3 separate regions of the Sus scrofa genome follow, and regions 1 and 3 are each linked to region 2. The links are chromatin contacts, called in public Hi-C maps. All regions are on one chromosome and are shown on one strand. The core of a region is the stretch at or near the end of the contact, and the rest is flanking DNA. Distances in the headings are between cores, read along the strand shown. Region 1 has its middle 560 kb from the start of MYC. Region 2 has its middle 360 kb from the start of MYC. Region 3 overlaps LOC106509952 (a long non-coding RNA gene).

What was found. Hi-C and Micro-C count contacts between places; a contact is called where the count stands out from the background.
Region 1: a Hi-C map of skeletal muscle shows a contact between it and region 2, with 3 times the contacts expected there. A contact is called at or near these places in 1 of 5 promoter capture datasets (liver) and 9 of 47 Hi-C or Micro-C datasets (embryonic fibroblasts, fibroblasts, liver and 1 more).
Region 3: a contact with region 2 is called in a Hi-C map of skeletal muscle, with 2.2 times the contacts expected there. A contact is called at or near these places in 3 of 47 Hi-C or Micro-C datasets (liver and skeletal muscle).

Annotation. Positions count from the first base shown.
Region 1 is chr4:11,894,165-11,897,129 of Sscrofa11.1, reverse strand. No RefSeq gene overlaps it. Among named protein-coding and RNA genes, the nearest start is that of MYC, 560 kb to the left of the region's middle.
Region 2 is chr4:12,098,726-12,101,922 of Sscrofa11.1, reverse strand. No RefSeq gene overlaps it. Among named protein-coding and RNA genes, the nearest start is that of MYC, 360 kb to the left of the region's middle.
Region 3 is chr4:12,263,734-12,266,893 of Sscrofa11.1, reverse strand. The region is part of intron 3 of LOC106509952 (a long non-coding RNA gene); the gene reads left to right. Among named protein-coding and RNA genes, the nearest start is that of MYC, 200 kb to the left of the region's middle.

The sequences.
Region 1 (2,965 bases), core at 385-2,884, 200 kb after region 2:
GCAGGTCAAAAGAGAGGTCATGTGACTCGATCTGGTGTGGCTCACTATAAGTGCTAGTCGGCGTATTTCTGCCTTTTTTAAAGCCCTTTAGTCAGTCTGTTTTTTACAGTTGTAAGTAGAGAGTCTGGTTCAAGAGAGCGAGGAAGTGTAGGACAGTGGTTAGGAGGGCGAATCGGGGTCAGACAGACCTGGGTTTGCCTCTGGTTTTGTCTCCCTTCCAAATTATATAATTTTGGTCCCGTTACATAACCTCTCTGAGTTCTGGTCTCTCCTCCATAAAACTGAAGTGATTGTTCCTATCACAGAGGATTGCTTAAAATGCTAAAGGGGTGATGCCTGCAGGATGCTGACCACTGTGTCTGGACGACAGCGAATATCAACAAAGGCTCGTGCATTATTTTATTATTATTGTTATTATTATTAGTTATTCCTACTGTCACTAGCATCATTTCTGCACGTTTACTAGGCTGTAAATGGTAGTCAGGCAGAATTCTTCTCTAATTCCTTTTTATCCCCCATAGCAGAACAATGACTAGCACATAAATAGCCCTCGATAAATATTTATGAAATGGTTTTACATTATTAATGCATGGCTTTGACTTATTAGCAGTTTCTTAATGATTTTAATCTCGTTAAATTATTTGTTCAAGAAACATTTGACTAATTTTTTTTCCCCTCTTGTACTCATTTTTCAGTGGATTTTAGCCAACCCGTCAGGAAGAGGCAAGAAGCAGGAAAGTGCTATTTGGATAGACTAGGAGCTTTGGAACCAGACAGAACTGGATTAGAATACCTACCATATGGCATCCTAGACTCAGGCTTTTCATCTATACAATGGGGGTAACTGTGGTAATAATACCTATGACAATACACACTTCATGGATTCGGGGTGCTAAGCACTTCATCTTTATTATCTCATTGATTCTCATAGACACCTTGGGAGGGAGAAGCTACAATCGTCTGTTAAGTGGTTTTTCTATGGTGAGAACCAGGAACAAACCAGATGAGATAAGTGAAGCACCTGGCTGGTAGAAAAGGCCCCAAAGACAATGTGTTCCATCTTCTTCTCCTCCTGCCACATCTCTGGGCACTGGGGCACAGAGAGGTTTTAGCCGCACGGCTGTTGAGGTGTGCGGCTGGGCTTCCAAGTTCAGCCAGCTGGGTCCCAGGTCTGTACCACCTCCGTGGGGCCTGAGAGCTCCCATCACAGGTGCTTGAAAGATATTTTTGCATTTATGGGCGCCCCTCCTCTTATCTAGCTGGTTTGGGGCCATGCAGAATGAGTCAGCCAGTCACAAGCCTGCTCCCAAGGCCAGCTTCCAGGTGACAGAGACAAATGCCACACTGGATCAGAACACACAGACCTGCCGGACCAGCAGGCCTTCTGCTCAAGTCCTTGGCCACACTCTGCCATTTTGCTCATGGAAGTGTCAGCACTGTCTGCCTACCACCTTCCTGATGGGAAGCGGCTTGCTGTGGGATCGGTTTGAGGTCTCCTTGAAGCTGCTTCATCTTTTTTTTTTTTTTTTTTAAATAGCTGTTGGTAGAGCCTTGCTGAGAGGCCCAGAGCTGAGTCATCTTCAGGGCAAGCTGCTTTTGTATCTGTTGCCAACTGCCAGAGAGGCACTCTCTGCTTTTCTGATGCAAGAGACAGAAAGCTTCCATCTCTGACACAATGTCACCCCACTGGCTGGCTCTGTCCACACGGTTCAACAAACCAGTTTAGCCTGGAGGGAGAGAGAGACAAAGGGAGAGAGAGAGAGAGGAGAGAGAGAGTGAGAGAGAGAGAGAGAGAGAGAGAGAGAGAGAGAGAGGAGAGGGAGGGAGGGAGAGGAGGAGAGTCTTTAAACTCTGCGATAAAACCCGAGTCCTACAGGTCACACATCTGGCATGACCAGGCAGAGGGATGAGGTCGTATCTGGAATCGTGCTCCTGCTTCCCAACCTTGCCCTATGCTCCTCAGAAGCCAGGAACCGTGCCTCAAGGAAGAGGGTTGACTCCCTGCCCTAAGCCTTTGTTTCTGTAAAATGATGACTAATCTTGCCTAACACACCAGGTTGTTGGGGGATTGACTTTGTAACACAAAAGAGAAAGTGCCCCCACCCCCAACGACGGCCACCCTCAGACTGTGTCCGAGTCTGGTGCGGTCCACTTTCATAGGCCACTAAACCCTTCCTTCCTAGAATGCCTCCCTCTGACTGTGTGATTAATTGTGCCTATTGTTTGGTACCTGTCACCCTTCTTGGAACGGGAGATCAGCGTGTGCTGGGACAATGTCAGCCTTGTTCACCACTCCGTCTTGGCTGTCTAGCCAAGGGACTGGCAGCCAGGGCGGGTCCTAGATTAATATTTGTTGAATGATTAAACTGCAAGTGGTTTGAACACATTCCTCCTGGGTTTCCATCGGTCCCTTGCATTTGGTTCAACCCTCCCCACACCATACTGCTCAGAGGAGACCGAGTCCTCTTTGTAAAGTACAAATCCAACTTTTCATGCCTTTCCTTAAAGACCTGCTCTTCCCTTTATAGACAAGGAATAGTCCAGCTCCCTGTCTTCAAGCCCCGGTCTTTCCTCTTCATCATTCGAGCTCTCGTCATCCGGGGGGCACTGGGGTGGCTGCACCATTTAGAGCATCTCCGTTTTTTCACATGACATCCCCTCTGCCTAAAATATTCTCTCCTGGAGTTCCCATGTGGCTCAGTGATAACAAACCCACTAGTATCGGTGAGGTTGAGGGTTCGATCCCTGACCGCGCTCAGTGAGTTAAGGATCCAGCGTTGCTGTGAGCTGTGGGTGTAGGTCACAGATGTGGCTTGCATCCTGTGTGGATGTGGCTGTGGCTGTGGCTGTGGTGTAGGCTGGCAACTGCCGCTCTGGTTTGAACCCTAGCCTGGGAAATTCCATATGCTGCCAGGGTGCAGCCCTACAAAGCAAACAAACAAACAAAATCAAAACTGGCCTCTCC
Region 2 (3,197 bases), core at 548-3,047:
CAGCTCCAGAAGTTAAAGGGCAAAATTTCAATTTCAGACATCCTGCTTTTGGTCTTGCTCAGCTTGCCTGCCTGATGTCTTACCACCTATCAGTCTTCCAAAAAGAGACACTTCGCGGCATTCTAGAATCGCCTTTGGAACAGCCTTCTCACTTGGTACTCTGAATGTCTTTTTGGTTGACAAAACCCCAAACCCAGATGGGCAATTAGGGATTAAGGACACCATGGTTTGGGGTTTATTTCAGCTAATTGGCCTCCTTTGTGAAAGATCTGTGACAACTGGCCTGAATAATCCTCCCTCTTTAGCAGTAGTAAGTCTTCACCTTCTGTGTAGTGGGGATGTCCAAGGCTGTTTTGACTGGTGTATCCTACTGAGTTGTAAATCTGAAAAGGTATTGTAGACGCCCCATTGGTTGTTGGGAACAATAAACAGGATAAAGCCCCTGCGGTCTTGCCGTCTGCCTCTTCACAGTCAGCATTCAATTTAAGTTAGGTAATTTTATTTTCTAGAACCTGCGTATCCCTGACTCTTACACACAGCAGGATGCACGCAACGCCATTCTTCTCTGTAGCTGATGGCACATGGCTTGTGAGGCCTTCCTTTTTTTTTTTTTTTTTTTTTTGTCTTTTTGCCTTTTCTAGGGCTGCTCCCGTGGCATGTGGAGGTTCCCAGGCTAGGGGTCTAATCGGAGCTACAGCTGCCGGCCTACCCAGAGCCACAACAATGAGGGATCCGAGCCGCGTCTGTGACCTACACCACAGCTCACGGCAACGCCAGACCCGTAACCTATTGAGCAAGGCCGGGGATCGAACCTGCAACCTCATGGTTTCTAGTCAGATTTGTTAACCACTGTGCCACGAAGGGAACTCCAGAGGCCTTCCTTTTTTCTGGATGGGTTTTAGAAGTGGACAGGAGGAGGATGTGGTCTGTACACAGTTACTCAGAAGGCTCTGCCAACTATGAGTTCTTTGCTGGCTGGAGCACTCGGCTCTGAAACATGCTGCAAGATCGAAATGGGCTTTTGGGGCTGAGTTATGCTCTCAGTTACACTCGTGTGACAAAGATTGCTATCTTGACTCTTCAAGCCAAGGAGGGAGGGGTCTATGTGGGCAGGGGGCAGAACGGGGAATTAGATGTCCTTAGACGTGGCTCTTAGAGTTCTTCAGAAATAAGAGGTTATAGCCGGGTTTTGCTGGGGGGTCAAGGTGGGCGGAATGAGCTCATAAGCCAAGTACAAACCCAGACAAGGAGGAAGTGAATTCACATTCTTGCTTTCTACTAAGGCAAGAAAAACAAAACAAAACAAAACCCACCGACCTGTTCCCAAGAGCTCATTTTCCATCTCTGCTGGGCTCATCAGAGTGCAGCGCGAGTCTGCACAGAGGCCTTGGTGGGAGAGGGCTGGTGAAAGCTCACCTTTGGAGCCCCTGCCTTTTTTATATGAAACATGCCCCGGACTCTCCTGAGGGCCCCGCTTATGGTGGATGCAGCCTGCTGGGCCACAGAGGGAAACTGCAGGGGGTGTCCAAGTTCACATGGCCCACATTCCAGGGGAATGTTTTTGACATTGAGCAATAGAAGGGCTCTGCCAGGTTTGGGTCTGTCCGATTGGAATGCAACCGAAAAGGAAAGTCCCGGAGTGATTCAGATTCTCACCTCCCCACAACCTCTTCTTGTTTTTTTTTAATTCCTTTTAATTCTCTGATGACGAACTCAGCCCAGCACGCCTACTGACCCCATAGCCCTTGTTGGTGCTGATAAAAGTGCAACTGCCTGGGAGATAGGAATGTAAATCAGAATATTTTGTTGAGTCATGTGTACTCTGCGGCTCTTTCCCAAACATTGCATCAGACCCGTAATTGGCAGCTCCCAGGACTCTGCTGGGTGACATTGAATGTCCAGGAAAAGCTCAGTCCGTTTCTCGACAAAATGTACTCTCACTCACTCCATCTGCCTGGTGGTAATATCCTGTTCTTAAGAAAGCCGAACCCCTGGACGGAGCAGAGGCACAAACCGGTTTTGTAGATAAGTTTGAAAAATAAGACAATTGGCCTTTCCCACCCACTCGGGTCTCTTAGCAACAAGACAGCTGATGGTATCCACCCGGGGGGAATAAAGGCACAGAACATGTGGGGGAGCCTGTCTGAATTCCTGCCCGCCGTCTGATTTATTGAAATCTTCCTGCATTCTTGGGTGTGGAGACCCAGGAGCCACGTCATAAGAGCTTTCCCCTGACCTTCTCATGACCCCCGCAAATGAGCAGATAGAGGAAAAATCTCAGCATGGAATGGACATTTTTCCTCTGTGAGAATCTGCTTTATCTGAGGGGGCCATTTCCTTTGATCTGGGGAGTCACCATTTGAAAACTTGAATGTGTTTCTAGAGGGAGGCAGGCTGGGATGGGACTCTGGAGAGAGCATCAGACTTGGGATGGGGGGGGATGTCTGATGTCCCCGGTGCTCTCTCCCTGTGGGACCCCAGGCAGGAAACCCCTGTGCTCTCCCCTCCACCCAGCACTGGCGTTCTCAACTGCAAAGTAAGGATGCTGCATTGGATGCCTTTCAGCACTGAATCGGCGATGAGTGTCTCTGTGTGTGTGAGTGTGTGCATTTATATCAACTTTCTATTCTAACATGTGAGAATTACTGAGTGGTAGAGCAAGGCCGTGAGGCCAGATCTGGCAAAGTCGGAAGCCTGTATCCATAACCACTGTGCTCTCCTCGGGCTGTGCCCACAGAGGAGCCACAGCATGGGTATCTTATGTTGTATCTGGGGATTTTTTTTTATCGATATCTATGAGTCCATGGGAGTTGAGTAGACCTGGGATGTTGCAGAGGATTTAGGCTTTAAGTCAGAGGGATCTGGGTTCATATTCTTGGTCTGCCTCTTAATATTCATATGGCCTTGGGATGCTCAACTATGACATGGGAATAACAAATCCTATGTGTTGGAGTTCCCGTCGTGGCTCAATGGTTAATGAATCCAACTAGGAACCATGAGGTTGCGGGTTTGACCCTTGGCCTCAATCAGTGGGTTAAGGATCTGGCATTGCCGTGAGCTGTGGTGTAGGTGGCAGACATGGATCAGATCCTGTGCTGCTGTGGCTGTGGCGTAGGCCGGTGGCAATAGCTCTGATTAGACCCCTAGCCTGAGAACCTCTATATGCCATGGGTGAGGCCCTAAAAAGACAAAAGACA
Region 3 (3,160 bases), core at 159-2,658, 170 kb before region 2:
CCCGACCCCCGGCTGGTGAGCCTGTTTAGAGCAAAAACCCTCTTACACATCCTGATGCCCCAGGGTTGGGCCTGTTGAAAGAACACGGGACTGAATCATTGAAAAGGCGGGTGTAGAGAGGAAAAGCCAGAGTGGGAAGCAAAGGGAGAAAGTTTTTAAAGATGTGGCGCCAAGAGGGAGGCCGGGTGTGGTTTTTTTTCCCTTCGATGAGATGTTGAAAAGAATAAGCGATGTGCCGAGAAAAGGAAAAATGAGCCCTGCTGCACCCGGGAAACCTCTGCAAGGGTGGGAAGTTGGGTGAGAAAGTGTGGACGGCGAGAAGTCAGGTGGAGAAAGCAGCCCAGGACGGTGCTCACGCGTGCGTGTCCTCTTTGCTCGCGCCTTATACCTTTTCAAAAGGCGGTTGCGTTTCCATCCCCCCGACCCCCTCCGGGGCGTTCAGGAGCCGAGTGGCCACGGAGATGGAGAGCATGGGGCTTTGCCCTCTGGTCAGGGTGGGCCCCTGACAGACAGAGGGTCCTCCAGGCTCACCAGGTGTGTGGGAGGCCTGGGGATGGGCCCTTGTCCATTCCGGGAGGCTTCCTGGAGGGGGTACTGTCTCTTGAGACTCTCGGAAGATGCATGTGAATAAGACATTAGCAGAAGCCTTTCTCTACTCAGCCGCCTGGGTGCTCACCTTCCCGCTGGCTTGGATTTTGTGATCTACTTGCTTATTCTCTAGCTAGTGTCACATTCTAGTGTCAGCAGGCAGCGGCCGTGAGTACAGCTCGCAGGCCCGCCTTTTTTTTTTTTTGCCCCTGGAGCCCTCAACCAGTCCTTCAGTTGGGTTTCAGAAGCCCACGCTCCTGGTCCAGGCCATCAGCTTGGGAAGCGGAAGTGTATACGGATGCAAAGCTGCCTCTTCTGGAATCCCTGCTCCCTGGAGCACCTGCAGGGCTTGAGCTCCTGTGCCGGAGGGTTGGGGGGGTGGGGGGTGGGTGTGGGGTGGAAGAGCCAGTGGGAGGCCAGGCGCTGGGGTAGAGGATCTGAAAGCTGGGAGAACGGTTCTTTTGACAGAGGAAAGGCTTGGCAGGTCTGTCTGGGGGTAATGAGAAAGGAATTTCCCCAGAACTCAGCTGCTGGAGGTGGACAGAGCGGGAGTAGATGTTAGGACCTCAAGGCTGACAGTCCTGGACACATCCCTGGGCTGGGCTGGTCTGTCCCGGGGTGGGGTTTAAGAAAAGCCCAAGCACTTGGCTCATGTGTGGCTTCTACTTGTTCTAAAGGCACTGCCCTCCCACCCGGAGCCTGTGTGCCTGCCCCCCTGGCTGAAGTCAGCTCACCCGGGCTGCGCGCCAGCAGGAGGGATCTGCAGCCTTCCCATCCGTGGGCTTGTTTGCCCCGTTCCTGCCGTGGAACAGACGAGTACCAGTATCTGGGCTTCTAGCCCAGTGTACTATCTAGGAGATTCTAGCCTACTTCCCTCTCCTCTCTCCGACCCTGGGCCAGTCCTTTCTAGCTCCCCATGCTTCTTTTCTCAGCTGCACAACCCAGCCGGGGGCAGGGCGGTGGGGGGGGGGAGCATGGTCAGTGAAAAAGAGCCCTTGTGGTTTGCCTCTCTCCCACCTCCTTACCTGCCTGGCTCCGGCCCACCGAGTTACTCTCCCTCCTCCCGGCCCCGGCCTCCTTCCTGCACCTGCACACAGGGTGCCTTTTTCCTGGCTTTTAGGGCCTCCTCGTCTGGCTCCGCCTCCCCCGGGAACATCTCTTGGCTCCTGCCTGATCGTCCCAAACCAGCCCTCTCTGGCCTGCAGTGAGAGGGTATCCGAAGGCACCCATCTGCGTGTCCTTGGACGCGCGCCAGCTCTGGTCATTAGCCACGGGGTGTGTGTGTGTCAAGGTCGCTTCCTTTATTCCGTGGCCAGAGTATTGAAAGATCTCCTGGCCCACTCGGAACTCTACCCTTGAAACAGAAACGGATTTTCAAAACACCTCTGCAACTGGCCCATTTTACTATTACTGTTTCTTGTGGTTTCATATTGAGGTTTTTGGCTCATTGCATTTGACCTGGGGTTTATTTTTAGTAGCGAAGACAGAGTTCAATTAATGTCAGAGACATGAGGGCAAATGCAGAGGAGGGATTCGTAAGTCTAGGGGAAAATGTGCCTAATTTTGTTTCTTCTGATAATATCTGTCACGCTGGCAGACACGCAGCTTCCTCGGCGGTGCCTTCGATGGGCTTTGCAGAGGCAGGGAATCTGCCCACCCCCCCAAATGGAACCGTCTCTGGGTCTCCTGCGGTCCAGTTTATCCAGCAGCTGGCCACACAGCTGGCCGTTATCGTTATGGCTGATAATTGTTATAATTAATATTAGAGTAAAGGCCACTCTTTGGAACCTTCATTTCTTATCATCTCCCCAGTGGGTTCGGTTTCCTTCTGTCTCCAGGAGCAGCACCCGACTGGCTTGACTATCCGCTCTCCTCCCTGCACCGTGAGTGCTTTGAGAACAGGCTCTGGGTCTGGCTCTCTCTTTAGTCCCAGCCTTTGGCACCGTGACAGGAGCACAGGCTATGCTCGGGGAATGTTTTCCTGGATCGCCTGCATTTTTTTGGATACCGGGTGTGGGTGAGAAAGTCAGACTTCATGCAGCCACTGCTCTTTCTGCAAGGGCTCCCCGGTCTGTTCTGGGGTTGGGGGAAACCAAGCCCTATTTGCTTAGGACTTAGCAGTTGATCAAGTTCCTTCTTGTTCTTCCGTCTTTCTTTTCTTCCATGGCGATTTACGGAGAACCTGCAGGGGCCATTATGCAGGTGCCTGGAATAAAGGAGGGAAAAAGCACCATTCCTGCTCTGAAGGAGATCCAGAGACAGATGCTGGCTTTATGGATCCCTGTGGTTCTGGATTGTGTATTCATGCCCCCCCCCTCCCCCCCCCCGCCCCGACCCGGAATTCAGATGTTGAAACCATAATCCCCAGCGTAATGGTATCGGGAGGTGGGGCTGTTGGGAGGTGGCTAGGTCATAGGGTGGAGCCCTCACGATGGGTCGAGGGCTCCTATAAGAAGAGACACGGGGCAGGTAACGTCTCCCTCTGCTCCCCACCACGTGAGCTGGAAGGCAGCCCTCCACAAACCAGAGACGGCATCGGCTGCATCTTGATCTTGGACTTCGAGCCTCCGGA